Regions from separate parts of the Mus musculus genome. Here all the other regions are linked to region 1. The links are chromatin contacts, called in public HiCAR-type, HiChIP or PLAC-seq, capture Hi-C and promoter capture Hi-C maps. All regions are on one chromosome and are shown on one strand. Each heading gives the region's core, a stretch centred on a gene start, on an enhancer-like site or on the middle of the called end of the contact. The rest is flanking DNA. Distances are from core to core; before and after follow the strand shown. Region 1 holds the start of Zfp330 (zinc finger protein 330). Region 2 overlaps Inpp4b (inositol polyphosphate-4-phosphatase, type II). Region 3 overlaps Inpp4b (inositol polyphosphate-4-phosphatase, type II). Region 4 holds the start of Clgn (calmegin). Region 5 holds the start of Scoc (short coiled-coil protein). Region 6 overlaps Inpp4b (inositol polyphosphate-4-phosphatase, type II). Region 7 overlaps Inpp4b (inositol polyphosphate-4-phosphatase, type II).

What was found. Promoter capture Hi-C pulls out the DNA fragments that hold promoters and counts their contacts. HiCAR-type assays count read pairs that join an accessible place to other places. HiChIP or PLAC-seq counts read pairs in DNA pulled down with a chosen protein or histone mark. Capture Hi-C pulls out chosen DNA fragments and counts their contacts.
Region 2: a promoter capture Hi-C map of second pharyngeal arch cranial neural crest shows a contact between it and region 1, with 5 times the contacts expected there. The contact joins the enhancer-like site here to the promoter of Zfp330 in region 1. A contact is called at or near these places in 4 of 39 promoter capture datasets (hippocampal neurons, liver, neutrophils and 1 more) and 2 of 115 datasets of contacts at active chromatin or transcription factors (astrocytes and large pre-B cells).
Region 3: a HiCAR-type map of astrocytes shows a contact between it and region 1, with 7 times the contacts expected there. The contact joins the enhancer-like site here to the promoter of Zfp330 in region 1. A contact is called at or near these places in 10 of 39 promoter capture datasets (the 3T3-L1 cell line, the HPC-7 cell line, cranial neural crest and 5 more), 1 of 484 Hi-C or Micro-C datasets (bone marrow-derived macrophages), 5 of 115 datasets of contacts at active chromatin or transcription factors (astrocytes, bone marrow-derived macrophages, embryonic forebrain and 2 more) and 2 of 9 other capture datasets (adipose tissue and embryonic stem cells).
Region 4: a capture Hi-C map of embryonic stem cells shows a contact between it and region 1, with 2.7 times the contacts expected there. The contact joins the promoter of Clgn here to the promoter of Zfp330 in region 1. A contact is called at or near these places in 1 of 39 promoter capture datasets (stem cell-derived epiblast-like cells), 3 of 115 datasets of contacts at active chromatin or transcription factors (all in embryonic stem cells) and 1 of 9 other capture datasets (embryonic stem cells).
Region 5: a contact with region 1 is called in a HiCAR-type map of astrocytes, with 5 times the contacts expected there. The contact joins the promoter of Scoc here to the promoter of Zfp330 in region 1. A contact is called at or near these places in 10 of 39 promoter capture datasets (the 3T3-L1 cell line, 3T3-L1-derived adipocytes, the C10 cell line and 6 more), 3 of 484 Hi-C or Micro-C datasets (embryonic stem cells and muscle stem cells) and 5 of 115 datasets of contacts at active chromatin or transcription factors (astrocytes, embryonic stem cells, fibro-adipogenic progenitors and 2 more).
Region 6: a FOXA1 HiChIP or PLAC-seq map of pancreatic cancer cells shows a contact between it and region 1. The contact joins the enhancer-like site here to the promoter of Zfp330 in region 1. A contact is called at or near these places in 8 of 39 promoter capture datasets (the 3T3-L1 cell line, the HPC-7 cell line, cranial neural crest and 5 more), 1 of 484 Hi-C or Micro-C datasets (the C2C12 cell line), 9 of 115 datasets of contacts at active chromatin or transcription factors (the NIH/3T3 cell line, astrocytes, bone marrow-derived macrophages and 6 more) and 1 of 9 other capture datasets (liver).
Region 7: a FOXA1 HiChIP or PLAC-seq map of pancreatic cancer cells shows a contact between it and region 1. The contact joins the enhancer-like site here to the promoter of Zfp330 in region 1. A contact is called at or near these places in 4 of 39 promoter capture datasets (the 3T3-L1 cell line, hippocampal neurons, liver and 1 more), 4 of 115 datasets of contacts at active chromatin or transcription factors (astrocytes, embryonic stem cells, memory CD8 T cells and 1 more) and 1 of 9 other capture datasets (liver).

Annotation. Positions count from the first base shown.
Region 1 is chr8:82,772,280-82,775,432 of GRCm38.p6, reverse strand. It overlaps Zfp330 (zinc finger protein 330), which reads left to right and starts at 1,288. Exons shown (of 10, transcript NM_145600.2): 1 at 1,288-1,376; 2 at 2,422-2,553. The coding sequence starts at 2,434.
Region 2 is chr8:81,783,658-81,787,136 of GRCm38.p6, reverse strand. The region is part of intron 7 of Inpp4b (inositol polyphosphate-4-phosphatase, type II); the gene reads right to left. Among named protein-coding and RNA genes, the nearest start is that of Gm25267, 370 kb to the left of the region's middle. Within about 2 kb of position 2,121, at least 14 of the 459 cell types and tissues checked have an H3K27ac peak or open chromatin away from gene starts, as enhancers often do. A contact at or near this core is called in second pharyngeal arch cranial neural crest, where this site is marked.
Region 3 is chr8:81,810,471-81,813,927 of GRCm38.p6, reverse strand. The region is part of intron 7 of Inpp4b (inositol polyphosphate-4-phosphatase, type II); the gene reads right to left. Among named protein-coding and RNA genes, the nearest start is that of Gm25267, 340 kb to the left of the region's middle. Within about 2 kb of position 1,752, at least 48 of the 459 cell types and tissues checked have an H3K27ac peak or open chromatin away from gene starts, as enhancers often do.
Region 4 is chr8:83,387,792-83,391,481 of GRCm38.p6, reverse strand. Clgn (calmegin) reads right to left here and starts at 1,640. Exons shown (of 15, transcript NM_009904.4): 1 at 1,382-1,640. It overlaps Gm32377 (a long non-coding RNA gene), which reads left to right and starts at 1,993. Exons shown (of 5, transcript XR_878991.3): 1 at 1,993-2,071.
Region 5 is chr8:83,441,058-83,444,234 of GRCm38.p6, reverse strand. It overlaps Scoc (short coiled-coil protein), which reads left to right and starts at 1,573. Exons shown (of 4, transcript NM_019708.4): 1 at 1,573-1,813.
Region 6 is chr8:81,865,556-81,868,752 of GRCm38.p6, reverse strand. The region is part of intron 8 of Inpp4b (inositol polyphosphate-4-phosphatase, type II); the gene reads right to left. Among named protein-coding and RNA genes, the nearest start is that of Gm25267, 290 kb to the left of the region's middle. Within about 2 kb of position 1,547, at least 62 of the 459 cell types and tissues checked have an H3K27ac peak or open chromatin away from gene starts, as enhancers often do. A contact at or near this core is called in the C2C12 cell line, the NIH/3T3 cell line, pancreatic cancer cells and 1 more, where this site is marked.
Region 7 is chr8:81,838,939-81,842,290 of GRCm38.p6, reverse strand. The region is part of intron 7 of Inpp4b (inositol polyphosphate-4-phosphatase, type II); the gene reads right to left. Among named protein-coding and RNA genes, the nearest start is that of Gm25267, 310 kb to the left of the region's middle. Within about 2 kb of position 1,625, at least 18 of the 459 cell types and tissues checked have an H3K27ac peak or open chromatin away from gene starts, as enhancers often do. A contact at or near this core is called in pancreatic cancer cells, where this site is marked.

The DNA of each region.
Region 1 (3,153 bases), core at 39-2,538:
AGTAGAACTTGCAGAAAAAAAGACTGAAAAGGATGACTAAACAAGAGAATACAGAACAGAGCACAGGGTAGGAGCCTAGTAAGCCAAGACATTCATATTTCATTGACAAAACTGAGCTCTCTTCAGAGAAAGGCTTGAGGTGTGGTTATGAAAGCGAATTCCTGGAGTGCAGCAAAGATGATAACAGAAGGGGTTGGAAAAAAAGAGAGAGACCAAAACGAGTTGTCTTCCATTGGGATGTGAATGTGGTAAAGACAGAAGATGGCCTTGTTGGACATCAGTGGGAGGAGAGGCCCTTGGCCCTGAGGGTGTTTGATGTGTAGGAGAATGCAAGGGCTGGAAGCCAGGAGTGGGTGGGTGGATAGGGGAGCACCCTCAAAGAGGCAGAGGGAGGGGGATGGGATAGGGAGTTTTTGGAGGGGAGACCTGGAAAGGGAAAAACATTTGAAATGTAAATAAAAAAATATAAAAAAAAGTGGGTGGATATAACACAGCTCCACTCAAATATAGAAGGTGATAGGCAGTAAGTGATACTCACATGCAGTACTGGGAGTAATGTCAAGAACTTCCTCCCCAAAGGTAAGGTGGGAGTGAGAGTGGAACATTTACCTTCAGTGTTATTTAAAGCAAACAGTCTTGTAGGGAAGCATAGTTAGATCTCAGCCTCGGAGCAGAAGCAGAGAACGTGGGAGGATTTGCTCACAATGGAACAGAATGCACACAGCAGAGGCCAAGCAAGACACCTCCGAACTCAGTGTTGTGAGACATTAAAAAAAGCGGGGGTGGGTGGGTGGGGGGGAGGAGTGGAGGGCTCTGCAGTTTCCTGTGAGCACGCCTATAATCCTAGTGCTGAGAGACAGAGGTAATGGAGTCGTGGCTTCAAGGCCAGGGTTCCATTCATTATGTCTCAGAAAATAACAACAACAAAAATTAAAAATGTGCCATGTGAGGCTTGTCAGGCTCCCAGAAAGGAAAAGGATTTCAGAAGAGTCAGGCAAAAAATTGCTAGCAAAGTTCTTGTTCTCCTCTCAAAATTTTTTGTGGGCTCGTCTTTCTTTTCCTTTTGGACTTTTTAGCTCTCTGAGTTAAATAATAAAATCAGAATGACATAGCAGAGGCCTTGAGATGCGGCAGCTCTCTGCCCTCTACTTTCTTTGCAACGCTGGAGCCTCTTTCCATTGTAGCAAGTCCACTTCCGGGAAGGCGGGTCCTCCCCGAGGAGGGGGCGGAACATGCGGGATTCTTCCTGTTGACGTGTTCAACCTGGGCGCTCTGACATAGCAGGATATCCGGTCTCGCTCCCACCGTTGGAAACGGGCTGCTTCTGCCGTTCTAGCCCGCGGCTCGCCCTCTCCTCCGCGTCCTCGGCCACTGCGGTGAGTGGCGCGTCCCCGTGAGGCCGCGCGACGTGGGTGGGTCTGGAGAACGTGAGGGGCCCTCGGGCTGCTGGCGGGTCGCGAGCCGCGTGGCTCTTCCCGCGCCCCCGCCTCCTGGCCTCCCAGAGCCTGGAACCCAATGTCGCTCTGCTGTCACCAGGATCTAAGCTTGAACTCAAAGAAATCTCTCCTCGTTGGCACAAACAGATTCGAGGAAAAAAATAGGTCTGAGATGTCTTAGTGGGTACAGAATTCATCCACGGTCACCCGTGGCCACTCAGCCACATGCTCCAGACTTCCCTTTTAAACACTGAAGGAAGGCCCCGTGGCGTGGCCAGCATGATTAACCACTGATTAGCTCTGAAGACTGTCCTGTCCGAAAGGATTGGGGCACCAGAGTGAGAACACAGAAGCCTGGTTGTCTCTGTTGTAGTTTTTCTGTGTGCTGAAAACCAGCACTGTAAGGTTTGATGTCTGTGTGGGAAACAAACTCCAAAGCATCTGACTTGTCGAAACTGTTGCATCTAGGCACGAGGGACAGGCAGCGAAAGCCACTGTAGTACCTTAGTCTCTTAAGAGAAAATGGGTTTGTTTGCGGTCAGGCCTTGGGTTGCTGGTTATTTGTTTAGATACCATGTAGGTGACAGTGTACTGTATAATACTGTATGTCAACAGCATTAGGGCTGAGACTGTATAGCTCAAAATGGTTATTTCAACTTGGCACAAAACAAATATTTTTAGTCATTTCTTACTAATGGTGCATACATAGGTTTTTTTGAGTGAAGAGAATAATTAGGGTGAGAAAACAATTACTCTAGCTGTTTGGTTGAGGTCCTTGATGCTTATGCTGTGTGAGAGTTTGGAAGCCCAGAGGAGGGCCTTAGTTTAGGAGCCTGCAGCTGGAATAATGTGTGTGTAATGTTGCTAAAGGCTTCAGATGGGATGAGGTGCATTTAAAATTGAAAGACTGATTTAATATTTAAGGAAAGTATAGATGCTGTGTGACTGAACGCATCAATTATACCTTTCCTGTTTTCTTGTTTAGAAAGAAGGGAACATGCCGAAGAAAAAGACCGGTGCGAGGAAGAAGGCAGAGAACCGCCGAGAACGCGAGAAACAACTGCGAGCATCAAGAAGTACTGTCGACCTAGCCAAACACCCATGCAATGCTTCAATGGTGAGAGCTTTTTAAAGCAATGGCTGGTGGCTGAATGGAGGACTCTGTAGTACCATATATAGGTACCTAAAAAACATGATCAACTATGGTGTGCCCCTGTGAAGAACCTGTTAAAGGTGTCCTCAGTATTTTACTGAGTAACAATGATATTTTTATTGTTGTTAGAGTATGTATTATCAAGCCTGGCGTATCATGAATTACTGGTGACAATAGATGTTGAAGGCGAATGGGTGACAGGAACTGAGTGGGAGGCTCCAGCTTTTTTTATATATTCTTTAGCTCAGTTTTGATCATTTTCTCCTAGCCAGTCTCCATTCACTGAGTACCCTGATTTTTAGACATTTCCCATGTTCTTAACTAATTTGCTAGTCTTGAAAAAGTCAGATTGTTTTAAAATACTTCATTTTCATGACTTAATTTAGCAAATGTTTATCATTCAGGGGACCGAGTGTTCTGCCTGGGACTCTGGGTGCACCAATAATGGCAGATGATGGCAGATGGCGCACCTCCCTCTTTTGTATGTTTGTAGGATTCCCTAGTGTGTACTACTTTCTAGGACTCATTTGTTTATGAATGACAGAAACAATTTAACCTAGGGAA
Region 2 (3,479 bases), core at 872-3,371, 990 kb after region 1:
AGGATCACAACACACAGGAAATACATATGACTTTGTTTACTAGCTAAAAAATAAAGTATAAACAAATATATGATTTTTACAATGTGACTACAATGTTCTCAAAACCAAGTAATAATTTTTGATTTCTATCATTTAGTATGCATATTTTGCTTATGGTACTCTTAGTCAAATAGTCATGAAATATTAACAAGAATGGCTTTCCCTCTTTGATGTGTGTAACAACTGTAATCTAGAGAGAATGTCACCATTTACCAAGAGAAGCAACTGAGCAAGCTGTTCTTTCAAAAGACATATAATAGGAACCACATCGAAGCTACTGAGCAAGAAAATGAACAAGAAAAGTATTACAAAGGTATGCCATTCAGCTAGGACTGTGCACAAGAAACAGAATTTCCCAGCTACTCAGTAGGAATTGCTGAGATGTATTTATGAACAAACAATAGAGAAATAGAGAAAACAATGGCCTAAGGAAGAAAACAAGAAAGAGAGGCCCATTGGACATGCAAACTTTATATGCCCCAGTACAGGGGAACGCCAGGGCCATAAAAGGGGAGTGAGTGGGTAGGGGAGAGGGGGTGGGTGGCTATGGGGGACTTTTGGTATAGCATTGCAAATGTAAATGAGCGAAATACCTAATAAAAAATGGAAAAAAAAAAGAATGGAGATTCAGACCAAAAAAAAAAAAAAAAAAGAGAAGTTCCCTCAAATGGACACTGAGGTAGGCTTTGTAAGGGAAGGAGGTACATGTAGAAAGAGGCATGTAGCTCTTGGACATTTCTCCAAAAGTAATGGAGAGAGAGAGAGAGAGAGAGAGAGAGAGAGAGAGAGAGAGAGAGAGAGAGAGAGAGAGAGAGAGAGAGAGAGAGAGAGAAACAGGAGAGGGAGAGGAGAGAGAACAGGAGATGGAGATGGAGATGGAGAGGGAGAGGGAGAGGGAGAGGGAGAGGGAGAGGGAGAGGGAGAGGGAGAGGGAGAGGGAGAGGGAGAGGGAGAGAAGCTGGGAGGAAACACAGAAGGAGAGGAGGGAGGAATGGCAAAGGATGGGGAAGAGAAGAAGGAAGGAAAAAGTGGAGAAGGAAAAGTTAAAGGAGTAAAAACCGAAAGAAGAAAAGGAAGGGAACCTGGAATCCCCACACATCTCAATGAAAGCTTTCCTTGACAGTATTCTCAAGAAGGAAAAAAACAAACTTCAGGTCAGGATCAGATAGATTCCCTCTAGTCTGTTATGTCCCATGTCTAAGAAACTAAAGACACAGCCCTGTGATACACCTGTGGTAGCAATGCACATAGCAGGAGCTTAAACAACGCTAGCATTTAGGAAGTCAAAGGGTTAAGATTTTGCAGACACCTGATCAGTATTCAAACTCATTTGTTAATCCCCGGTGTCTATCTTTATAATAGTTGCCAGCTTGGGGTCATGTACTGCAGTTTGCTTTGAATCCCTGCCCTCACCTCCCATACTGAGAGACACAGTGCACTGTGCCTGTGCTCTAGTGCAGCATGTGTAGAGTTCTAAAACCCTTCCTCTAAAGCAAAGTGCATTAACAATAAAAAGTAGCTCAGACTCGGTGAGCCTCCAAATCATGAGATCTATATTCTTATTTATGGAAAAGAACAAAGGTAGACCTACAACAGGCAGAAAATAAGACCGGACACTGGTTCTGCACTGGGGAACATGGGCGAAAGGTGATTGCCAGGCAGGCCTCCCTCACTAAGTCTTCAACGACATTTCCAATGTGGCTCTGGCCCTCTGCTAGGAATGTGTGCCTCAGAAGGCGACAGTTTCCAAGAGCAAAGAGTAAAGTTGATGAGAAACGGTGTTTAGTTCTCCCTCTCCAGGTAGAAGCAATGAGTGCAGTCTCAGGCTGGAAGTAACAACCCTGGAGTATTTATTGCCCCTTCCTACTTGATGGCACTAGACAGAATCTCACAATTGCTTATTTAGGTTTTTATATTCTGAACCAAAATCTTAGCTTCTGCACCCACCTACCAAATCTACAAATGCAGGCATTCACACATGTAAGGGCATCTGGACATGAAATAGAGCCAGTTTTCAACTGAGTCATTTCTTTTCTTTGCTAGAACAGGGCTCTGTCCCAAACAGCTGCTGACTCTAACAACTACTGTTTTGAAAGGCTGACTCTGTGTGCTACAACCTAGTGGAAACAGTCTGACTGAAGAGCAGAGGCCCAGATGGGTTATAACTTCTATTTTTGCATACATAGCTAACAGAGCAGTGCCCTTTCATAGAGCTGAAGGTGAGAAGACGAATGGAGTTAGCAACTTTTGAACGTCTAAGGCTCTGGAACCCTGCGACAGTAAATCTAGAATCCTTAGAGAAATATTTTTTGTAAAATGATTAGAGATGTTCCCATTGACGCTCAAAATATATGATAAAACACTCCCATGGAAAATATGACAGATACATGTAGAATGAATTTGATTTAGCATGTTACTCACTGACATGTTATCATTTAAGTGTTAAGAGCACAGACTCTGGAGCTGAGCAGCTACTCAAACCTTAACTTTTAGTTAAGGTCTCATGAAACTTGGATGAATGCTTTCTCTGCCTGTGCCTCAGGATCCTTACTTAGACAATGAGGATCATCCAATGGTGTCTCTCTCCTTTTGGCATATTCTAGAGGTTAAGTGAAAAAACATGAGATACAGAATACCAGATGGCTTGTTATCCCATCATGCTTGTTTGTTAGTTGGCATGATAGAGCATAGTATGTGAAAAATGCAATGTTATGATGGTCAGTATGGGGAAGATTGCATTCTTAAAATATAAATAGCTGAGCATGGTGGCACATGACTGTAGTTCCAGCTACTATATTCTTGTGAGACTGAAATTGAAGGGAGGTTCACTTAAACTCGAGTTTGAAATTAGCTTGGGAAAGATAGTGAGAATTGAAATAATTAATAATAATAAAAATAATAATAATAGTTCAAAGAAGAAGGGAGGAGGAGGAGAAGGAGGAGGAGGAGGAGGAGGAGAAGGAGAAGGAGAAGGAGAAGGAGAAGGAGAAGGAGAAGAAGAAGAAGAAGAAGAAGAAGAAGAAGAAGAAGAAGAAGAAGAAGAAGAAGAAGAAGAAGAAGAAGAGGAAGAAGAAGAAGAAAAAGAAACCTTCTCTGGTTATTATTAAAACAAACACTTTTCCATTGTTAATTACAGGATTAAGTACAACTGAAGATAAAAGACTGAACTAATGAGATGGCTCAGAGGGAAGATACACCTGCTGCCAAGCTTGATGCCCTTGGTTTAACCTGAAACTCATATGATGGAAGGAGAAAACCAGACCTCAAAGTTGTCCTCTGATCTCTCTATGTGCCCCTGAGAGCCTGCCCTGCCCTACTTAATAAAAACATGTAGCAATTGTTTTAATTATAGAAGATGAAGGCCTGCAGTAACAACAACTTGTTCTTATTGAACAGCGACTGTTTTGCAATGATGATCTTTACTTTGTCTTTACAAACTT
Region 3 (3,457 bases), core at 503-3,002, 960 kb after region 1:
TTTTAATTTTAAATTGTGTATTCATCTATGTCCCTGACCCAGAGAGCAATGCATATGGATATGTGTGAGTGTTATGGTAATAGTTTGCTGAAAACAGCAGACAGAGTGAAATTGACCTTATCCAACAAATATCTACCATAAATATTGGGGAAAGCATATGGAAGATGCTTGATAACACAATGTTTGCAGTAGTGAGTTCTTTGGGGTCAGTTGAAGTAAATAACTTAATCCCTTGTTTAAAAAGCAACTGTTAAAGATTTCTGTAAAGCATCATTCCTCTCCCATGTGGTAGTCTCTCTGCCGTCCAATAACCGGAGAACAAAGTTTTTGTTAAGAGACTCACTCAGAGCAAACACAGACAGGTTACAGAAAGGCCAGCTACAAACTACAGACAGATGGAAAGCATAGGGAGAAATGGAAAATTCGAACTTGGACTCACTCTTGGGCAAATGAACCCAGGAAGAAGTCTGAAATTTCATCCCTTAATTTGACATGGAGGGTACAGAGACCTGTGATTCTGAGAAGGTTAACAGGACATGAGAAACACCATAACTCCAAATGCTGTCCTTTAATTATGAAGCAACAGGCACAATTATGTGACTGTAAAAGACCATGGAAAGCAAAGATACTCTTAGGTCCATCTTGGGAATAATAGTCTTCCATCCTGAAGTCTTAGCTTATGATACAGCAGAGGGTTGAGACCCACCCTACCCCTGTTTCCCGAGGGGATACCAGAAAGTCTGTACATTCATCAATCATAAGTCAATTATTTTCTATTAATTGTTTTGACTGAAGGTGAAAATAACGTGGCAATATTCACCTACTTAAAGAACTCAAGGCATTAGCATACAGATGTGCCAAGATAAGGTTTGATCAAAAAAAAGGTATTTCTGAAATATTTTCCTTTACAGGATAAATCAGATTAGTAATCAATTAGGAGTTAAAATCAGGTTTGCATCCATCACCAGCAGAGAATGATGGAGGAGAAGCATGGAATCAGTAGATGGAAGGCCTTTTGAATATCTATCTCTTTCTTACTTTCCTTTGCAATACTGGGGTTAACCCAGAATGTTAGGCATAAGAGACACATTTTTTTTTCCCCAATGAGCCAGGGCCCTGTTCAAATAATTCACAAGTGTCAATCTAGAATATAAGAACTAACTTCATCTTTCTAAACAGGAGTTTGATGATGGGCTAATTCAAGCAGTAATACTTCCTGCCTGCAGACCAGAAGTGGCCTGACTCAGGACAGCTATGCCTAAAATATCTCTAGTAAGGAATCCACAAAAGAGCAGTTCCCTGTAAGGCCACAGCAGGTCACCAGAGTAAAGCCATATTGTCCCCTGAGCCCCCAGAGTTCTCTTCACTGCCTCCTCCCAGGCAAAGCTACTCTGTTGGTGCTCAAAGGGGCTAAAAAACATTCACAGCCTGGGGATGCTGCAAACTGAAGGGTTGCTGAAGAAGCTGGTATTTAGCTCTCAGCCTTGCCAGCATCAGGAGTGGAGCAGCTGTGAGTTTTCCAGGGTTTTTTATTTTATTTTTTCAATTTTTTTTTACAACTTCTTCCCTTCAGCAAGAAAGATTTGTTGTTTCCCTGCCAGACTCCTGCTACATTTGTCTGTTTATTAGCTTAGCTGCATACTCTGTCTAGTAGCCAAGATCGTCATGGCGATAGCCACTTGTTTACAATCTGTGTTTAAATAAATTAACTCCCAGTCAATTATCAGCTACATATCTTTATTTCAATAGAAACTCCGACATCACAGAAGACAGGCCTCTTAGTGGAGGTAATCCCAGACAACAAGAATGACCAGCACAGAAGATGAAAGGAACATTGCAGGACCATTTCCCAAATCAAAGGAAAAAGAAATCTATTGTAAAAAGGGATGTTATTTTCACAGTTTCCCTCCCTCCACCCTCCCTCCTTCCCTCCCTCCCTCCCTCCATCCACCTTCCCTCCTCTCTTTCTCTCTCCCTGTAAGCAAGGTTGCTAGGAATCCAGATCTACTTTTTCATAGCAATTTAGCACCACACGATCCTGCAGATCTTTAGCTGAGTCAAAGGACTATCATCAAACTACTTAGAAAGACAGCAAGATTTAGACTAGCAGTCACAGGGATTGGTTCTTATCTCTTACAGAGACAAAAGACCAGTTCTCTAAAACATGTGAAGCACAGGCTTCTTTATATCATTAATAGTTTCTGAAAATATTCAATAATTTCTTACAATGTCTTTGAAGAAAATGCATGGGAGTAAAAAGGAATATAGAAATCACTCTATCAATCTGGTATTATAAAATATTTTCCATAACTGTTACACCCTCATTAATGTATTTATCACTACTTTATAATAGCAAAATAAGCATATTACTCACAAGCCATTGAGCCTCAACCATGAGTAGACCTCATGTGATGTAAACACTGGTTAAGTACTATTGGGAACCTTTCTGACAACATTGAAGTCATTTAAGAATACCTATTCCACTGTTATTTTTTCAAGATTTAAGAGAGCTAGAATGTTAATGCTTACAAAATTATGGTTTTACTCTCAAGATTAAATTTGCATTTCTTGTTGCAAAGCATTTTACCAATCTTCTCAATCTAAGCTCCAAGTCCAGAATGGAAAGAAGGGCCTGAGACTCCCCAGATTATGTTTCCACTGTCACAACTGTTTCTTCTTTAGGCTTTCTTAATAGGGAACGTCTGTAAACACTGAAAGATGCTGTCTCTCTCTCTCACTGATCACCCTTCTGCCTGTCCTCCCTGCAGTGGCGCTGAGACCACCTGGCAGTATTTCCAGCGCTGCAGCACTATTCCAAACCTGCTAGGGCCACCCCTGGGCCAGCCTTTCCTGCTCCCTATGTGAAGTCTTTGCTCTCAGGCCTCAGCCAGGGTTACTGCCAACACTCATTGGATATCAGTTAAAGCCAACTCCACTGGTCATTTCCTTCCAAAGTCCAAGTGTTGGTAGTGTTTCCTGTTGTCTCCCTTCTGTTGCCTGGGACCTCAATGTCAATTTAAAGGGCTCATTTGACATTTTCTAGAGCCACAGGAGCTTCTGGCATAATAAATGATTCCTTTAAATACTGTATTCAGATAGGTAGTGTGGTTGCCTTCTCCCTGGGCAGGAGGACTGTGATAACTCTCCTAGAGAGTTAGAGTAGTTGCCACTGTCTTTACTTCACATACCTAACATTTGCTTAACCTTTTGGTAGAATGGAAGAAACCCTGGGACTTGAACTCAGAATTCAAGCTTCAATGCCAGTAATGTTCCTGCAGAAATTCTTTGCACCTATAAAATATGCAAAGTACTTTAAAAACTACCCTGACAGTCAAACCTTTAAAAAGAATATGGGAGATACCCTGGGAAACATGGATATTTAGAGCAGATCTTCTGTATTATGCAAACTCTAAGTTAATTTTCATATCAAGACTCTCTAGTTGCAATCACTCCTGAC
Region 4 (3,690 bases), core at 391-2,890, 620 kb before region 1:
ATTATGATCATATACTGCCCCTTCCATGACTCATTCTTTCATTCTGAATATTTGCTATATATCTACCCATCTATATCGATATCTATCTATACACACACATACACATATACTTTAATTACATGTATGTGTTTCTCTTTTGTGGTTATGTACACGTATGTGTGGGTGCCAGAGGAGGCCAGAAAAGGGCATTCGAAAGCTCCCTGCCCTTGATACCTTGTCACTAAGTGACTAACACTGTTGTTCAAAGGACAACTGAACTGGTTCCCTTCTCTGGGCCTCTTGTCACCCATGAGTTGAGAGAAAGTCCTATCAAAGCTGACAGTTCCTGTTTTCTAATTACATAATAAAGAAGGAAAGTTTAGTAGACACCAAACAAGCCCAGAGCCCTGAGCCCCCACCTGCTAGCTGCATATCCATCAGCACACGCCACCATTTACAGACAACAGACCAACAAGACCAATCAAAACAAGACAAAAAAGACTATCTTGAGTTTAAGGAACAGGATCAATGTGTCTGGATGACCAAACCAACAGACTGTAGACTAGAAAATGGTCAAAATTACAATTACCAAAAAAAGAGAGCTACCTAGGGAGATGTCAATTTTTCAGGGCAAGAAAAACAACCATGATTTACTATTCTGTTTCAACATAAATTAATCTTCGTCAGAGATATTGAACCATTGACCACCTAATTTTTAAATTTTTGTTTTGCCTAATTTGTTTATTTCTGTTTATACCTTCGGTCTCCAGCTCCCAACTTCCTAGCCTTTTGCTCTTTAACCCCAAACAAACCCCTGCATAGCTTCTTCCTCCTGGGTGGGGCAGATGCCACTTAAACTCAGCTAAAGTATCTGACTGATAGTAAACAGGCTTTAGATAATGAGACTCTAGTCATTAAGGTTTTCTGGATTCAACACAGGGCCGGTTACTCCCCAATGGCTCCTGTTAGGCTCCACCCAAGTGTCTAGGGAGTGGCCAGGATTCTCTGGCCACCTTAGCCAGGTTTGAGCGTGGGGGTGGGGGAGGTAGGGTTCTTTGGCTTCACAGAGAAGTGGGCTGCAAATGTGCCCAGGTTGGTTTTGTTGCATTTTCTAGAAAGATGCGAGAAGAACTCTCCAGGGATTGTGGTAGAGCTTCGTGGAACCGGGCCACACAGTGGCAACAGCAGCTGTGGCAACCGCTGGGATAACGGACTTGAGAGAGGCGCCAGGCTGGGCAGGGCAACCTGGCCTTCCCCAGTGTCAGGGAAGCAGAAGGAGGACCCAAGGGACTCAGGGTGGCGTCTCCCTCCATCCAGGGCTGATCTCTGTCCCCGAGGTTGGCAGAGCCCACCCAAGAGTCTAACTCCCACATTCATCCCTGAACTCATCCTCCAGCCTCACCTGGCCGCACCAAGCTAAGCCTTCTTCTAGTCTCAGAAGAGGATGCTGCGGGGCACCTGGATCCGATTTCTCACCCGGTCCCCAGAGAACAAGCCGCAGGAAGGCGGCCCGCGGTCTACACACCTGTCCTGCGGGCTTGTGTCCAGCAGCGGCAGCTCAGGTGTCCGACTGGCCGCTACTTGGTGCCCGGCGTCTCCCCAGAGCGATCCCGCCGGCAGCCGCCCAGCAGCGACTGCTAACTGCGCGTGCGCGAGCGGCCGCGCGGGAGGATGCAGGATGCAGAGGCAGCCCCAGTGCGCAAGCGGCCCGCTCAACCGCCGCTCGGGACCCAGCGGCCGCGCGCCTGGGGGGATGCGGTCCTTCCAACGTCAGTCCCTCTCTGGAGCTCAGGCTGCTGGCTCTGCAGACTGCTCAGTTCTTCGTGTCGCACCTTAATTGGTTCCCGGATGGATGATGAATAGATGGATGGTTTTGGGTTTTTTTGTTTTTCTTTCTCTTGTTTTGTTCTGATGACCTTAAACTTTTTGATCCTCCTTCCCTTCTTCCTGACTTTTGGATTTGCAACGCCACACTGTTATGCAGTAGTGATTGAAGCCCTCTTGGTGGGGTTATGCAAGCTCTGTATCAGTTGATCCACATCTTTTGTTTCCTCAATTTTATCTCAACGTTTTTAAAAGAGTGCCAGGGCAGGTGTGCCAAATTCATACGCTGAAATTTCCCTCTATATTTTTGTGTTTTAGTAGCTGATTGTTCATGGTTATCAACCGGGAAGCTTCCTATTTCACACATGCTCCTGGCTTGCTATTACATTATAAATGAAACTGTACATTTTCATTTTGTCAGTATTAATGTTAATAATTTGCCACAGACACATAATTGGTTTTTTATTAATCTTGAACACTCCTTGAAGGCATTACCTGCTTTTTTCTCTGTATGTTTACAATTCTGTATATTGTTTGTATCGTCTTAATTTGTGTGACCAAACTTTGAGTCTGTGTAAACGTTCTGTTTTCTGTTCATAAATGTTTGAAGTCTGCCCCTTGATTTAGGATCTGTCATTTTTTTGCTTGACTCAACTTTACTGTGGTTTCAATACAGTAATTTTAACTAACTGTCTTCATTCCTTATTAGGCACAAGCAACATTTTTAAAAACTTAACACACCTCCATCCAAGAGTCCATCCTATTTAGGCATAGAGTCTGTTTTATCCAGTCACTGTGTACAGTTACTGTGGTACCCAAATTGTCCTAGGTTTAACTGAAGGAGGTGTGAAGGGTTCTTTGGAAAGTCAGTTGGGTGGTGTTTTGCTGGGACAAACACTTGAAGGAGCATCTTGTTAAAGTGGACATAGGTGTGAAAGGCTACAGCAGACTCGTGAAGGAATGTTACACTGAAGCAGACACAGGAGAGAGGATGTTCTGCTAAAGCAAACATGTGAAAGGACACGTGATAAAGGATTCTTCGCTAATGACATATGTATTGGTGTGCCTTACATTGTGTAGTTGAGCTGTGTCTGTCGGGACTCCATAGAAACACATTAAAGAATTGTTGGTAGTGTGTTGTAGTTTTTGTTGCTTTTGCAGACTTGGGCTGATTGGCAGAGTGATGTCAGCTGAGACAGACGCACATGCTAAGGCAGGACCTGTGGAGGACACGTGATGTTTAGAGGGAGTATAAAAAGGACCCAACTAACAGTGACAGGGGTTGAGCTAGGCTTGCTTATCGAGCTAGCTGTGCAACATTTGTTAGTCACGAGTCTTTGTTGGTCTATGCTTGGTTGAGAGAGGCATAGTCAGAACTTTTCTTGGTGTTCCTCTTGGTCCCTCCTGCTGACTCAAGCCAAGGCTGAGGCCTGGCTGTCTCTGCTAGGTCATGCCACTGCTGTCGCTAACCTGACTCTACTAACCTGGACTGCTGGTGTATCTGTGAAGTGTTTGCGAGTGGATCGAGCTGCCGCTACTGACCTGTGACTTGAACTGTCCATTTCTAGACAGCACAGAAGTTGCTCCAAAGAACCTTTCTGGATAGGTTTATTGCTCCATATCTTTTTTTGTTTTGATTTGTTTTTTTTGTTTGTTTTTGTTTGTTTGTTTGCTTTTTTAAGACAGGGTTTCTCTGTGTAGCCCTGACTGTCCTGGAACTCACTTTGTAGACCAGGCTGGCCTCGAACTCAGAAATCCGTCTGCCTCTGCATCCCAAGTGCTGGGATTAAAGGCATGTGCCACCACACCCAGCTGCCAAAAGCTTTCTTGACCTCATCCCTAGCAATCATAGACTTGTGGAATGTGATTTTTAAAAAGGAGCTTAAA
Region 5 (3,177 bases), core at 324-2,823, 670 kb before region 1:
TCCAGAGAATCAGATAACACCCTGTTTGGGTTCAGAGGGCTCATCACTCATGTGCACACTGGCACACATGCACACACACATATACATACATATACACATACATATAATTAAAAAAAAAAGAAGGGGTTGGAGAGATAGTTCAGCAGTTAAGAGCACTGGCAGCTTTTCCAGAGGATCCAGGTTCAATTTCCAGCGCCTACATACATGGCAGCTCACAATGTCTGTAACTCCAGTTCCAGGAGATCCAACACTCTTTTCTGGCGTCCTCAGGCACCAGGTACCCAAGTGTTTCAGAGAAATAAATGCAAGTAAAATATACATACAATAAAAAATTAAAACCAAAAACAAATTTTCAGGCCCATTTCTATGACTGGCCCATGTGCATTTGAAAAGAAAGTGTGTTCTTCACTATCTTGGAAAATCCCATCCTTCTTTGAATGTTGCCCATATTCATTCTATTTTGTTGGCACTCCTCTTAGCGTTACCTGGGGTTTCCCTCTCTTCCCATATTCTCCTTCCTTCAAATCCTGAATTGTAGTCCAAGCCTAATACTTTCGTCTCAAACACTAAATGGTAGGTACTTTATTTATAAAGGATTACGGTCACGTGTTAGCAAATCCTGCTTGATTGGTTTAAGATACCCGGGAGTTGTAGAAATGGCTCAGAAGTTAACAGTACTTATTGCTCTTTCACGGGAAGCTGAGTTGAGTTCTCATCATCCTCACCAAATGGTTCACAGCCACCTGTAACCCCAATCCCAGGGGTCTGATTCCCTCTTCTGGCATCTGCAGGCACCTTGCACAGGCACAAGCAAGTACATACACACCGCTACATATTCATGCAATTAAAAATAGAACCTTATATAAGAAAGAAAAGCCAAGAAGAAAGTATTTGTAAGCTGGCCTCTACAGCTCAGAGGTTTTGATAAAGTCAAAGCAAGAATGCTTTGCAGGTAAGAATATACTGTGGTCACTGACCGCTAACAGCAAGATACTTGTTTCAAAGGTTAGGTTATAATGAAGTGTCACGAAAATCACCTAGCAACCCAAAGTCTGGCATTGTACATGTACACTTGAATAAGAAACACAATTTTAATTAAGCCTTGGGTTTTCTGAGACTGAGATCAGGAGACTGCTGATCTAAGGAATCATGACGTGGTCGGGTGAACGGAAGTTTAAAAATTGTCCTGAATATGGGGTACGAAGAGAAACATCCATTAATGGTATATGCTTTGTGCGTTATCTAATTTTAGAAGTGGGGAAAAAGGAAACCGTGCTTTTAGAATCGAGGGGGGAGGGCGCTGCACTGTTCTGCTCACTCTGTTCTTGAATGTGAACGAAATATCTCTCTCCTAGAGTCTGGTCACGGCAATTTCCAGAAATTCTGTCTCTGTTTCCCTCCCTCTCTCCCCGTCTCTCTTTTTTTAACCTAGAGTGACTTTCCACCCCACTTTCCAGGTTCCTGGCGAGACAAAAGATGCTCAGCGAGGACCGCTTTCTTAGGCGCATCTTCTCTTCTGCGCCGTGATTGGTCGCTGCTTTTTTAGGACACGCCCAAAAATCCTGATTGGTCGTCAATGCCCTTTTGTTAGGGCAAAGGTGGACCCCGGTGCTCTGCCACAGGCCTGTCGAGGCGTCCAGCAGCCAGTGCGCAGGCGTGCAATTTCCAGTTAGGATTGGTGGGAGGACGCCTCCTCGCTCGGCGCACGCTCCGTGGGCGGGAAGGGCGGGGCTGACGCTGTCAGTTGGTCGGAGAGCCGCGCGGCCTGAGGCTTCCTACCCATCCCGCCTCTTCCCGGCGCTTCAGACGCAAGGTGAGGCGGCTCGGGGCGGCGAGGGCTGGGCCTGGGAGACCGCCGAGGCCCTGTGGGGCGGGGCGGGATGGAACGGGAACCCGGGCGGCGGCCTGGGTGCTGGATTGCGGCGCCGCGAGGCCCGACATCCCGCCGAGCGCTGCGCAGCCACCTTCCCGGCCCCACGCCGCGGGCTCAGTGGGAAGAGCCCGGCGGTGCGGGACCGGGACGCCGTGGGGGTGCGATGGGACCGGGTAGTAGGAGAAGACGCTCTGCTGCCCGAGCTACCTTCCAGTTCGCCGCAATTCTTCTGCTTCAGCCTCTCGAGTGCTAGGATTGCTTTGCAGGCGTGGTGGCCCGTGCATGTCTGGGGTGGGACGTCTTTGCTAGAACCTGGGTTTGTTTCTTTGTCAGCTTTTCTCAGGCGTCCTGCGGAACAAATATTGAGGAGTAAGGTTTGGGAAGGAGAAATCATAGTTTCCCGAAAAGCCAAGGTTTCTGTTACACCACCAGAGACAGACGTCGCAATAGCCAGAAGGACAGAGGTCCCCAAACCGTTATCCGTTTCTGCGACTCAAAGCTGTGCGTAGGAATCCTAGTGTCTGTATGCTCCAATGATTAAACTGGATGCAGCTAGCTCCCCGGGGATCTAACTTAAGTTTGATCCTTATTGACGATGTAGTTCCTCGATTTCCATCGATTTTGAAAGCCCTAAAATGTCAAAGCAGAACATGAACAGATTAGAAACATCACACTGGAGTGGATGCAGATGAAATTTTATATTTGTTTTGTTTGTGGAAACGCCAAAGGAGTTGAGTTTTTCAAACTCAGTTTAGGACCTTAATAATATCTTGGCTATGAAACATGAGGCAAGGCCTCTAGCCTTTATAAGGCTTAGTATCCACATCTGTGAATTGCATTTTCTTTCTGTTGTGATAAAACTATATATGTAAAGTGTTCAGTGCATTCCTGTAGTGCATTGGACTTTTAAATTTAAAAAACTATTGCTGGTGAGTGGATGATGGATGGAAAACATTAATTGCAGGTTCAAGAGAAGTCTGGTGGTTGAGTTTGAAAGGATATTAGGGAAATGTCAAACTCATATCTGAGATGTTAAGGCCAGCCGAGGTGGAATGATGGGAAAAGCAGAGTGGACATTGACTATATCCTTGATTCTGGATGGACTACTGTGATGTGAATTAAGCCACTCTCAGATTAGGCCAGGAGTTCTAATATGAGGCCTTTGGCCACATGATTTTTCTAAAGTTTCTTCTGTGGTCAAAACAAGAGAGTAGAGATGAGAAGGTCTGTTAACATCTGTTGAATACTTACTAAGTACACAAACACATAGCTGGATGTATTAAATTCCCAGAACAAACCCATAA
Region 6 (3,197 bases), core at 298-2,797, 910 kb after region 1:
TGATTATGGACACATAAACAGCTTCATCACGGTCTTCTCTCTTGCCTCCCCTAGTATGATGGTCTGTACTCTCAAATTGTAAAGCAATATAAGCTCTGCCTTAAGGTGTGTTTGCCATGTGCTTGATCACAGCACCAAAACAACAACAACAACAACAAAAACAAAAGCCTTTTTTTACACAGCTGTGAGCAGTGTGCGGGTCACACAAACTGTGTTCCTATCTACAGATTCGTGTCCATTTTCATCTGGATGACTATATTGTCAAATGCCGACACCTGTCTCAATTCTTGCCTTCTTTTAAGCACACCAATCTCTTTAACTGGGCTTCACTCCTCACAAGGTCTGTGAGCATCATTCTACAGACCTGAGTATCGCACCTGTTGCTTTCAGAGGTGGAGTCATTGTTATGCTTGGATTTTTACTAGCAACAAGAAAATGCATAGGACACACAGCAAGTGCATTGTCTGACGTTATTTAAAGAACTGTAGCAAAATCTTGCAACACTCATTTTAGTCTAGACCAACTACCATTCTAGCCACTACTTTGCTCTCTCAGAGTTCTGGAGGCTGTAGTGTGAACTTATAGTACCAGAGTGGCTAAATTCTGCAGGGGGCTCTCATTTGGCTTGCAGTTGGCTGCCTTCAGCTATGTCCTCACACAGGGAAAGGGAACAAGTTCTCAGCACCTCCTATGTGAATGCAAATCCCAGGAATCTCCCAGCCTATCAACCCATAAAGACCCCACGTTGCCTTCCACACATGGCATCTGTTGTGTCACACAACACTTGGAAGACTTCTCGCCAAGGAACCATTATTCAATGTTTGGTACACTTAGACTGTCTCACAGAGAATTTTGTACTCACGTAGACATTTATTATGTTTTACAAAATAATCAAATACAGAGTATATATCACTTTATACATATTGTTTATATGTGGTGAGAACATCAGATTATATAGGATATATAGATATCTGTCTTCTAACCACATAGTTATCCCTGAGAATCATGAGCTTAAGTAATAACTGCCCAAGAAGCAGAGTAGCCCAGAGCCCTTTGGAGTATCATTCTCTGATTTACTTCATTGTGAGGGCAGTGTATGACAAAGGCAAGAATGTATTAATCAGCCTAGGATCAATTAAATCCCATTTTTGAAAAAAGAGAAAAAAAAAACAAAACAAAACAGAAAGCAAATGTGGTCTAGGTTTTATGGAAATCTCAGATTGATGCTCCTAACCGTAATAGTGTGCAGTGTTCATTATAGACTGTGTAACAGGCACTATTACAATTGCATCACATTCAATATATCTAAAAATATAAACTACCTGATATTCTTAGCTCCAGTTACAGGCATTTTTTGTGAGACTTTCTGAGAACCCAAACTAGTGCCTCTGTTTCTCCATTCCTAAAACTTCTTTAAAGTAACCAACATGCCAGTCCTACAGTCTGCTGCAGAATCTCATGAGTCACATGGATGTGGTGACTGAACACAGATGACTCAAAAATTGAAGAGAAAACTCTCCCGGAGTGACTACTCATGTGTAATTATAACTCATTGCTTTGCTCTCCGCTTTCAGGCTCCCCCACGGCTGCATGAGTAACCTGAAGCCTCTGCTTAAAACCAATCCCAGTTAACATGTCTGGAAAGTTCTCTGATTCTTTCTGACTCACCTCCTTGCAGGAGGGCACAGGACAGAAAGGCTAGCTCTCTCTGAAGACAGAAGTGCAAGATGTAAAAATAGGAAAAACACATTTACAGAAAGGGCACATATTCCCATTTTTAGTCTCTCTGATCATAAAATTCAAATAAAATGTTGCCTCCTGTATTATTTTATATTCAGGACTGGGCATTTTGACATTCTAAGACTTCAAAGACATTGCAAAGATAATCTGTCAGGAACTACTACAATTCCATAATAAATATTATAAGATGAGCCAGATGTATTTTTACAATTTTCCTCATTCTACAGTCTTCATTTCACTTACAACTTTTGCCAATCTATTCTTCAAGTGACTTTGTAATGAAAAAACAAAAATAACAAAACATAGCCATTAAGTAGTATCTGATTCATGATGAAGGTTTCGGAGACAAAGATGACATGGGAGAAAAATTCCCTCCTTGTGATCAAATGATAAGCTCATTGACGTTAAACCTGGCACATGCATGTATAATTTAGCTCTCTTACTGGTGTTATTCTCGGAACTAGATAGGTTGGAGAATTTAAGCAAAGTAATTAGTTCCTGGTGACAGTAACTTCTTTCGTTAGAGTCTCAACTGATCCTTCCGTGCTCTTAAATGCCAATGCACTCATGCCCTGCAGAAATCCATCTGTACTGGAACTAGTGGCCAATCTCAGAAGCCAAGGCATTTAGTGTCTGTGGGCAATTTGCCCAACAACAACCTTAGGAGACCACTCTCCTATTTACCATGCAAGCCCCTGATAAATCTTCAATTTGATTTTAGATAAGAGAACAGCATTTTCCATGCAAATGTAATAAGTTCCAAATACTTTGACAAGTAACTCACTCATCTGACTACAGGCAAGGCTGACAGTAGACATCTCCCACTGTAGCATGGCATTGAGGAAAATAACCCTGTTATGGTGGTTTTAACTGTGTTTATTTACACATTTATTTATTTTGTGGTGCTGAGCAGTTGCCATGTGCCTGAATGTGGGTACAAATATCATGCCTGAGAAAGGACAGCTTGCTGGAACTGCTTCTCTCTTTCCAGCGTGTAGGCCCATAAAATCAAACTTAGGTTGTCAGGATTAGCAGCAAGCACCTTCACCTACTGAGCCAGATTCCTGGCCCCTTAGCTATGATTCTATTAGAAGCCAGTAAGATCGCATTCCACAACAGCAGTACTCACTGAATTCCAGTTAGTGAGTCAACACGGAGGTCCTGGACTCAAGAGGCTGTCAGAGGAAACAAGGTTTACAAAGGAAGGTCATTCCCCTGTGCTCCCAGCCTGTACTTTCAATCACTCTTACATGTGAATATTAAATAGGACAGATAATTAATCAACAGAAAATCCAAAGATAGCCTCATGGGAAACAGCTAAGAGCTGGTGACCTTCTTGTGACTGCTCAGACTCTTATTAGCTGGGCTGGATCATAAATGATGAGCTCAAAGGAAAGACAAGAAGGAAATCGTTGGTCAAAAGGAAATTGAGTCAATTGGAAGCCATGGATATGGAT
Region 7 (3,352 bases), core at 376-2,875, 930 kb after region 1:
AAAGTTAGAATTATATTAACAAGTCCAGCATGGCCCATTAAACTCTTATATTCATGAGACTTTTATTATTCCTTATAAATATGACTAAGCAAGAAAAGAAAGAAAAGTCTATATCCGATGTACATAGAAAATTAAAGGTATATGGGCTACTTTGCTAATATTCTGTGTATGTGTGTTTCTATTTGTGAAGGGGAAAGAGAAAGGGAAGAAGACAAGAGAAAAAGAACTTTTTATTTATTTTAAATAATAAAAGGTTAAGTACGGGTTTGTATAGTTTTAAAACATTTGAGTTGATACAGTTGATATCATGGTACAGTTTTTCCTACATCAATACATTCTACTACATATCAGCACTGCTGTGTGAAGAACAGTGGCTTGCCAGTGAATAGAACCTCTGTCTTCTTTTGGGGGCTCTAGTGGTTAGTGGCTGTGACAAATAGGAACCATTCAAGTACAATATATTAAGTGCTACAATAGAAATGTGAGCATTTACTCTTGACATTTAGACAGGAGACTAATGACTCAGCCTGTGGCTACCAGGGCGGGCTGCAGAGAAGAGGTGCTTAGGGTCTTGAAAGACAAGAGGAGTTTTCAGCAAGGAAGAGTACAATGAAGCATAAGGGGTGTAAGGTAATAAGTATGCACCACATGGCTGCTAATGTCCAACTGCCTCTGCGAAGACTTTGTACTGAGGATGCTTCAGGGAACTTGCAAGGAAGTGACTTGAGTTAAATAGGTTTGGAGAAGTAGGTAGGACCAAAATATTTATAAGGCTGTGATATTATATAATTGGCACTTTTTCTTTATATACTTCTTCCAGGCAACAGAAAATCGGGGGTAGCTATTGGGACAAGCACTTGAGTTATCCCAACACCTGAGAGCTCTCAGCCCTTGTTTTGCTGTCTTGGTGTTGACTTTCTAACATAAGATTAGTATAAGTCATTGTATGGTATCCTTTGCAGTCTTTGGAGGCATTTGAGGCTAGAAAGGGGAGGTAAGAAGTGAGAGCAGAGCTAAGGGAATTAAATAAATAAGCAGAAAGGATTGCAGCAACAGAGAAACAGAAAGAAGGCAGAGGAACTTAGAACAACAGAGAAATAAAGATGCTGGAGAGGAAATGTGTCACTGATAACATAGTTATGGAATGTAAGGAGCCAGGGCTGGTACTGCAGTATGTTCTAGTTCCTCATCATGCCATGCCTCCTGAGAATTAGTGGCCTTTCTTGGGAATTCATTTTTTGGTCTTATTCACATTTTTTTTCTTTGTCTTCAATGTGCTTCTCCAAGATTTTTCCCACAACACACAATTGTTCATGCAACTATCCAGTCAAAGCCCTTCCAGCTTTGGTCTAGAGGTTTATGACAACAAACAAATCAAGGTGGATCTGGTGATGGGTGTGACCAGATGCTTGCCCACACTGTGAGAGACATCTTGCTTGTCCCCTAAGTTCATATAAAGCAAATTGCCCTCCTGTCTTCTTTTAAAAACCCCTATCAATCCCAAAAGTTCAAGGTTCATGTATGTTAACTTGGAAATGATAAACACAGGTAGTTTACTTTGATATGATAACCATATGCTAGCAGGCAGTGAGTAATCCTGACTCATCAGCTTCCTGCAGACTACTCTGCCAACATTTAAAGCTTCCAGGAGCTCTAGTATATGGCTGCAGTAGGGGAATATAGCACATTCAAGCTCATATACACAGAGGAAAACTCCTGAAGCTAGTTAATCTTATTATACAGAACATGGATGCCTCTGTCCCATGGGAGAAGACTACTGAAGTTTCACTGGCCATGAAATGACTAAGCCTATGGCAGTACAATCTGCTGGAGATCTAGAGCCAGCCAAGGAGAAGGCCATAATATCCAGAATTTGTCCCTGGCTGCATTTTTTCAGAGCTCACATAGGTCCATTTCTGTATTGATAGGTATGAATGAAGCAAGCTCCTCTAGATAGATATAGATGGGAATACCCATTAAAGAGCATACATCCTCCACAAAGAATATGGTCCAACCTGGCAATGTATTTGGAAGTGAATTTGATACAGAATCAGAGTCTGTTTCATAACATAAACGCTACTCTAGACCCCCGTTGAGATCAGTAATGAATCCCTGATATTGAAACATGAAATTAAGATAGGGAAAAATGTCTACCTCCTCCAGAGGTATAACTATCCTGTAAACAAGTGTCTTAGGACTCAGGTGTGAGCCCCTAACTCAACCCCACCACCAACAGCATATGTCAGGAATATCTGTTGCATCTACGTGGAGAATTTCTCGAGAGGGTTTGGTATGCCTTCAGACTTAGAGAGCCAAGTCTCCACATAGCCACATGAGAGAAAGTCATCAGCTAATGGCCAGTAACCAGCGTGTCTCTATATTAACTGGCATAGAGCTTTGTACAGCTTTGAACTCCAGACGTGGGGTGACTGGTTTTCCAGGCGGATCTCACAAGGCTGTGGTCCAAGGACAAGCTGCCTATGTTGGCATTCAGAGGCTCCACTAGGAAAGATCTGGTCCCTAACCATCCACAGACTGTAAGTCAAATGGAATATGCTTCACAGCTGTAGAAGAGAGGCCTTCATTTTCTGGAAGACTGTCAGCTGAAACAAATGAAAATGCCAGAGGCCTCATGTTTGTGCTTCTTAACGTGTGGCCTCCTCCATGGTCAAATTGAGCACTAGAAAAGTCTTTGTATTATCATTTCTTTATCATGAAAACACTGAAATTTTTCTCCTTTTGAAATATATAATATCTAAGTGTTACACACACCTCTCTACTGTGCAGTAGCTCACCAGGATGTTTTACCTCTATATATCTCTAACTTATTTCCAATTGATCAATCTTCTCTACCTGTGGCTGCCTGAATTCTCCGCAATGAGTTGTAAGCACCATTTTACTCTCAGGCTCCGTGATGTAATCATTCTCTTAAGTGGAGCCATGTAGGCCGATGGAAAAATAAGAGGAATGCTATCATTCTGGGCACTCTGTGGACTGTGCGGCGGAGGGAAAATCTCACAGCACACTTTGATTCTGCCTTCCATGATGACCAACGAAGAGCTTTCAGCAGAAGGCACACATTTGATATTTACACCTCTTTCAGAAGCCAATGTAACTCTATTCTCATTTGTTTTAAATGGAAGTTCACAGTCAGATTGTAGTGGTGATAAAATAAAACAAAATAGCTCATGCTAGATCTTTTCCCCTACATTAATCCCCGCAAATATATATCAAGCCTTTATTATGGTCTAATCAGCATTATAGAAACTATAGATCTCAGAAAGGTAAAGGCTAATAAGACAAAGGGGTTCTTTTGTTTTGTTTGTTTTTGTTTTGTATTTTTTGTGGACTT